2 separate regions of the Mus musculus genome follow, and region 2 is linked to region 1. A link is a contact called in public HiChIP or PLAC-seq data. All regions are on one chromosome and are shown on one strand. Each heading gives the region's core, a stretch centred on a gene start, on an enhancer-like site or on the middle of the called end of the contact. The rest is flanking DNA. Distances are from core to core; before and after follow the strand shown. Region 1 holds the start of 2610028H24Rik (RIKEN cDNA 2610028H24 gene). Region 2 overlaps Mcm3ap (minichromosome maintenance complex component 3 associated protein).

Region 1 (2,765 bases), core at 193-2,692:
TCAGCATCCAAAAGGAAGTATGGTAAGAAGCGCTTGGAAAAGTGAGTAGGTGGAGGCAAGGGCCCCCATTCTGTTAAGGATTATTCTGGTAATGTTCTCGAATGTAATGTACGCTCTCCATCCTAAACCCAGAGGGACGATGCTACCTGGAGGAAACCTTAAGGTGATGCTCTGCAGAGACACAACACAGTAGGACATCCTGATGCACAGCACAGAGTATCCTGATAGGACTCCAAGTGTTTCCCTACTGGGGCCCAATGGGGACACAGTGATGGGAACCAAGATAGACGATCTGATGGTCCACAAGAGGGCTCTCTTATGAGTCCCAAGGATTACCCTGAAGATCCTGAGAGAGAGATGCTCTGGACAGATTGCTGAGTAGCAATCCTTGCAGAGACTACCCTCAGGGCCTATCCAGGGCCACCTGGGCCCTGAATTTGGGATTCTGGGGTTTGGTAATAGATAGCAACAGGGGGCTGGAGAGATAACTCAGTGGTTAAGAGCATGGACTGCTCTTCCAAAGGTCCTGAGTTCAAATCCCAGCAACCACATGGTGGCTCACAACCATCTGTAACGAGATCTGATGCTCTCTTCTGGAGTGTCTGAAGACAGCTACAGTGTACTCACATATAATAAATAGATAATTTTTTAAAAATAGATAGCCATAGAAGAAGAGCAATGCAGGCAGAGTGTACAGAGCTTCTACGCTATCTCCCCGGGGTAAGCGGGGGATAGCTAGCCCATGGGAACTATGCTTAGTTGTGTGCACAGGCAGGTACGCTGCTGATCGTAAATCACTCCAAATTTCATCGATGGTTGCAAAGATGGAGAAGACTGGGCATGGCCAGCTTTTTCCCCGGGAAGTTGGGCTCAGTCTCCACAGTAAGGAGTATCCCTTTAAACACTGGAGCCTGAAGGTGCAGGAGCTCTGTAGGGCCATGCCCTAGAAGTACACTTGCTGGTGGGCACAGACTGCCTCCTGACTTTGGAAACTGCTAGAAAACACACACACACACACACACACACACACACACACACACACACAAAGCATACAAGAAGCCATAGCTGTTCATTAGGAAGCCAGACGCAGGGAAAGGGTTTGCAGGGTCTAGAAGCAGGGACTTCTCCTGGCTGTCTGCAGAGGAGGGAGATTTGAGTGAAGCAAGGGATTAACAACAGTAGTGGAGAGGCTCTGTTTTACCTGTTCCAGGAGTTGTAACCTCAGCCGGGTCATCTGATCTGCCATCGAGGAGTCCAACGTCATGACAACTGAATAAGGGGCCTGCAGAGAAGTAGGAGACTGAAAGTCCTCACTCTGCCTTGGCCCTTCGTTATGTATAACAAAGAGCCCCCTCAGGGATCATGGTGCCTCAAGACAGGTAAATGGGAGACTGACTGGTCCCTTCCCTGGACCACAGTGCCAGAGCCTGCCCTGAAGTCTGTGACAGTTGCTAGCCTGTGAGGAAGGGAGGTCCTGGGTTGCCAGGACACCTCTGAGAGTCCTTTCTTGGCTCTGTGTCCCCAAATGGGTCACCTGTAAACACTGACTCACGGGTGTTGCCAGGCACGGATCAGTGGGGAGGTAAAAGGCCAGGGAGACAATACTTCAGATTCCTCCAGATGCCGCTTACCCCGGGGAGATAGTGTAGAAGACTCCTGGAGGACTCCTCATTGCCCCTAGACCTACACCACACCATTCTGGTCACTTGCCACTGCCTCTAGGACACTCTTGTCCTTCCTTGAAACCCTCAAAGTAAAAAGGCAGTGTGGCTGGATACCTAGGAGACCATCAGACAGGAGCTCCCTGAGGGTTTCAGGAAACTCTTTGTGGCAGAGACTTTGGCCAGAGAGGGGTCAAAGGCAGTGCCTAAGGGGACCCTGGGACAGAGAGTGCACTGGCATAGAGAACACAGACAGGAATTTAAAAGGGGGGGGGAATATATGGGGTTGAGATTCTAAACCAGATGGGATGTAAGTCAATCACCCTATGAACTTATGAAACAACCAGGGTAGGGTCGACACCCTGGAGCCTAGGTAACCCTGGAAATTGCAACAGATCAAACGGGAGTTAGAGGGACATATGTAGACAAGGAAAGCAACAGCAGACTCCCTGAGATGGTGGCTACTTGGTCCCAGAAGGCATTGCTAGGAGAGATAGCAAAGCCTGGGACTGGGTATCTAAACAGGGCCAATAAAGGAAAGGGGACGCTGTGCTCAGCTGGGACACTGATGATGTTTTCTCTCGGTTTGACTGGGCTTTCTGGGAATTAATGCTTTTCTTATCATGCAGTATTGAAGGTACGATCTATCAACACAGCTTACCCCTGCGATGCTGACCCTGGCTCCCTGGCCTAGAAGGAGCTAACTGGCTTCTCTGTTGTGAAATGCCTGTCCTCGTCCTGTCCTCTTTGGTAGGCAGTTGCTAGGGGCAGTAAATGTTTACAGGGTAGGGAGCACATGAGAGAATATCTGTGTTCCTTACGTCGATGGCTTTTAGTACTAAAAATAAATTGAAATAAGATCCAAGAACTACACTTACAGAGTTTCTCTCGAGATTCCATGCCAAGAACTTTCTGAGGATGTTGGCACAGGCGAGCTGGGCACGTGCCAGTTGTAAGAAATTGAACTGCATAAAACCTGAGACTCAGGTATGACTCTGGGCTCTGGTGGTTCTCGGGAAGTCTGATCTTGCTATCTTTCTGGCCCCTTCATCTAAGGAGCCTAGCTCCCTCTCTTGTTTGCACAAAACACCCAATTCTGAATCC
Region 2 (2,765 bases), core at 155-2,654, 36 kb before region 1:
CCAGGTGTGTTGGTGACACACATAGCCTGGTAGTAACCAATAGCTCTCCAACTAGACTTAAGGCCTGCTCGGACAGAGGGCAATCAATTCCTGATACAGGAAACCTAGCCACCTCCCCAGGCTGGTGAAGTTATGGATCTTCCTGTAACTGCCACTTTATTAAATATCTGTCCTGTGTCGTCCTCACCCTCATCAAGGAAACGTCTCTTTGCAAGCTGGAAACAATTCTAGAAAACCACAACCAACCAAAATGCAGAGTTGTTGGACCCAATGCCAAAGGGTGCAACTCCAACCCCGCTCCCACACCTAAGGCTCAGGGATCGTGTGGGAGACGGGAGGAAAGGCTGTAGAAGCCGGAGGGCCAGGCGGTTTGCCATAAGATTGTGTCAGAGTCAGAAGCTACCTTCATGAAGACTCACCGGCATGACTGTCTAAGCATGAGTTCAACAAGGACAGCAACAGACATGCTAATGCGGACAGGGGAAAGCCCAGGAGGCCCCAACCCTACACACAGAACAACAGGCAGCTAAAGGATGCTGAGTGTGGGAGAAACAGTCTTCCCCAGGGAAGAGCTCACCAAGTGGTCAGCCCCGAAAATCTACAGACATTATCCAGACTGAGCATGGTATCCTTATATTAAGGTGTCTGTGTGTGTGTGTGTGTGTGTGTGTGTGTGTGTGTGTGTGTGGACAGACAGACAGATGCACTAATACATAAACACATAGACACATATACACCAATTTATGAAGAAAGAAGCCATGAATTTGGAAAGGAGTAAGGACTGGAACATGGGAGAGTTTAGAGGGAGGACAGGGAGGAGATAAATGACGTAACTGTATTATAATCTCAAAAACTAAAAAGTTAAAAAAAAAATACAACTCCTAAAAATGAATTCTTTGCCTAGACTATAACTGTGCTAATATTCAGCATTTCCAGGACTTGGTGTGATCAGAGGCTGTAATAACTCCCAGTTCTTCCTGCTAGCAGACACCTGCAGACCCGAGGCAGCATGGGAAGGCAGAGTGCTGCTGCTGCTGCGGCTGCTGCTCACACTTCTCACCACAGAGGAGCCAGCGGTCTTCTGAAGGCCTCTGTCATCCCAAGGCACAGCAGGGCAGAGTGGAAACACAGCTCACCCCCCAAAACTGTTTTTTTCCAAAGTCTTTCTATGCTACTGTTCTCTCAAAAATGTTATTAATACTAATGACTTCAAAGTTAAGGCTTTTGTACAATATAGGATTTGTGGTTTGGGGTTTGCTTTCATGAACTAAACCTGTCACTCCAAAGGCTTCTGTGAGACACAGAACCATGTTTACACTGCATGGCCCCTCCTAATGGAGAGCCATGGTATCCCATCATACAAGATTAAAGCAGAAACACCTCGCTGGGCTGTGCCTGTCGCATGAGTTGACAGCTGGCTGGCTGCCCACGGGAAGAGCGCAGGACAGAGAAGCACTTCAACACTACAGTATTGTTGTTCCTGTTCTTACCTGGTAGCAGGGGCTCTACTCACCTGATTAAAGTAACAGTGTAACAGGCACGCATTCAGGTAAGAAGCTGACTGAACCAGTTTGAAAAATCTCACAAAATTATTGCTGTTCAATGCAGCAAAAGCCTGGACAGCGAAGTTCACCTCTGGGGAGTTCCTAACGTCAGGGTGGAACTGCTGCACTTCTCTGTAAGTTAGGAAGGCAGAGGGTCAGGACACTGGTCTTAATCAATCTGATAATAACTGGGTTTCAGCAGTCCTGTGACAGCAAGTCTGACACAAACCACTAAAGTCTAAGCTCTATAACCAGAGCTGCCATCCTCACACTCAGCAGGTACTCTACAGTCTTCATCCGTCTGTTCATCTGTCCGTCCATTTGTCCATCTATCATCTATCCACCCATCCACCCACCCACCCACCCAGCCATCCATCCATCCATCCATTCACTTGAGACAGAATCTTCTGTATCCTAGGTGAAATTCAAGTTCACTCTGTAGTCACAAGGATGGCTTTGAACTTCTAATAGGTTTACATGTGTGGTTTTAAAAGTGTTTCTTTAAAGAGATAATAAGCTGTGGGGCTGGAAGGATGGCTCAAAGGTTAAAAGCACTTGCTTCTCCTGCAAAGGAGCCAAGTTAGACTGCTAGCACCCATGTCAGGTGGCTCACAGCTGCCTGCAACTTCAGCTCCAGGATACCAGACACCCTCTTCCAGCCCTGACAGGACCCTGCATTCATTTCCACATGTGCACACACAGACACATACTATACACAATTAAAAACAATACTAAATGAAAATCTTAAAAAGATAATAAACAGCTGGGCATGGTGGCATGTGCCTTTAAACCCAGTCTGAGCTACAGAATAAGTTCAAGGACAGCTAAGGCTACACAGAGAAGCCCTGTCTCAAAGAAACAAAATAAATAAATAAATAAAATGACAAATTAAAAGGATGATAAACAAGTAAGGAATAATTTAGCCGACTGATTGGCAGCTGTTAGCAAAACAGCAGAACAGAAAACATAACTGTGTGTATTTATGTGCACCCACATATGTACACAGGTGGCCAAAGGATGTTTGGCATCTTCCTGAATCGCTTTCCATGTTAGTTTCCCTGTATTTCTCACCTATAGATCTACTGAAATGTCAGGTCTGCATTTCAAATCCATTCACTCCAGTAACTGATCTACTCTGATTTCATTTAACCCATCCTTCTAGTATTTCTAACAAAGCAGTCTGAAAGCTGAACTGCCAACAACTCTAAGGGACTTCTCAGC

The links. HiChIP or PLAC-seq counts read pairs in DNA pulled down with a chosen protein or histone mark.
Region 2: a contact with region 1 is called in an H3K27ac HiChIP or PLAC-seq map of heart atrium, with 8 read pairs. The contact joins the enhancer-like site here to the promoter of 2610028H24Rik in region 1. A contact is called at or near these places in 7 of 39 promoter capture datasets (embryonic stem cells, frontonasal cranial neural crest, hippocampal neurons and 3 more), 12 of 484 Hi-C or Micro-C datasets (CD4 T cells, CD8 T cells, differentiating embryonic stem cells and 4 more), 11 of 115 datasets of contacts at active chromatin or transcription factors (bone marrow-derived dendritic cells, embryonic stem cells, extraembryonic endoderm stem cells and 3 more) and 4 of 9 other capture datasets (adipose tissue, embryonic stem cells, liver and 1 more).

What each region holds. Positions count from the first base shown.
Region 1 is chr10:76,447,758-76,450,522 of GRCm38.p6, reverse strand. It overlaps 2610028H24Rik (RIKEN cDNA 2610028H24 gene), which reads right to left and starts at 1,442. Exons shown (of 8, transcript NM_029816.2): 1 at 1,202-1,442. The coding sequence starts at 1,264.
Region 2 is chr10:76,483,565-76,486,329 of GRCm38.p6, reverse strand. It overlaps Mcm3ap (minichromosome maintenance complex component 3 associated protein), which reads right to left. Exons shown (of 29, transcript NM_019434.3): 10 at 1,514-1,676. Among named protein-coding and RNA genes, the nearest start is that of Ybey, 16 kb to the right of the region's middle. Within about 2 kb of position 1,404, at least 1 of the 459 cell types and tissues checked has an H3K27ac peak or open chromatin away from gene starts, as enhancers often do. A contact at or near this core is called in heart atrium, where this site is marked.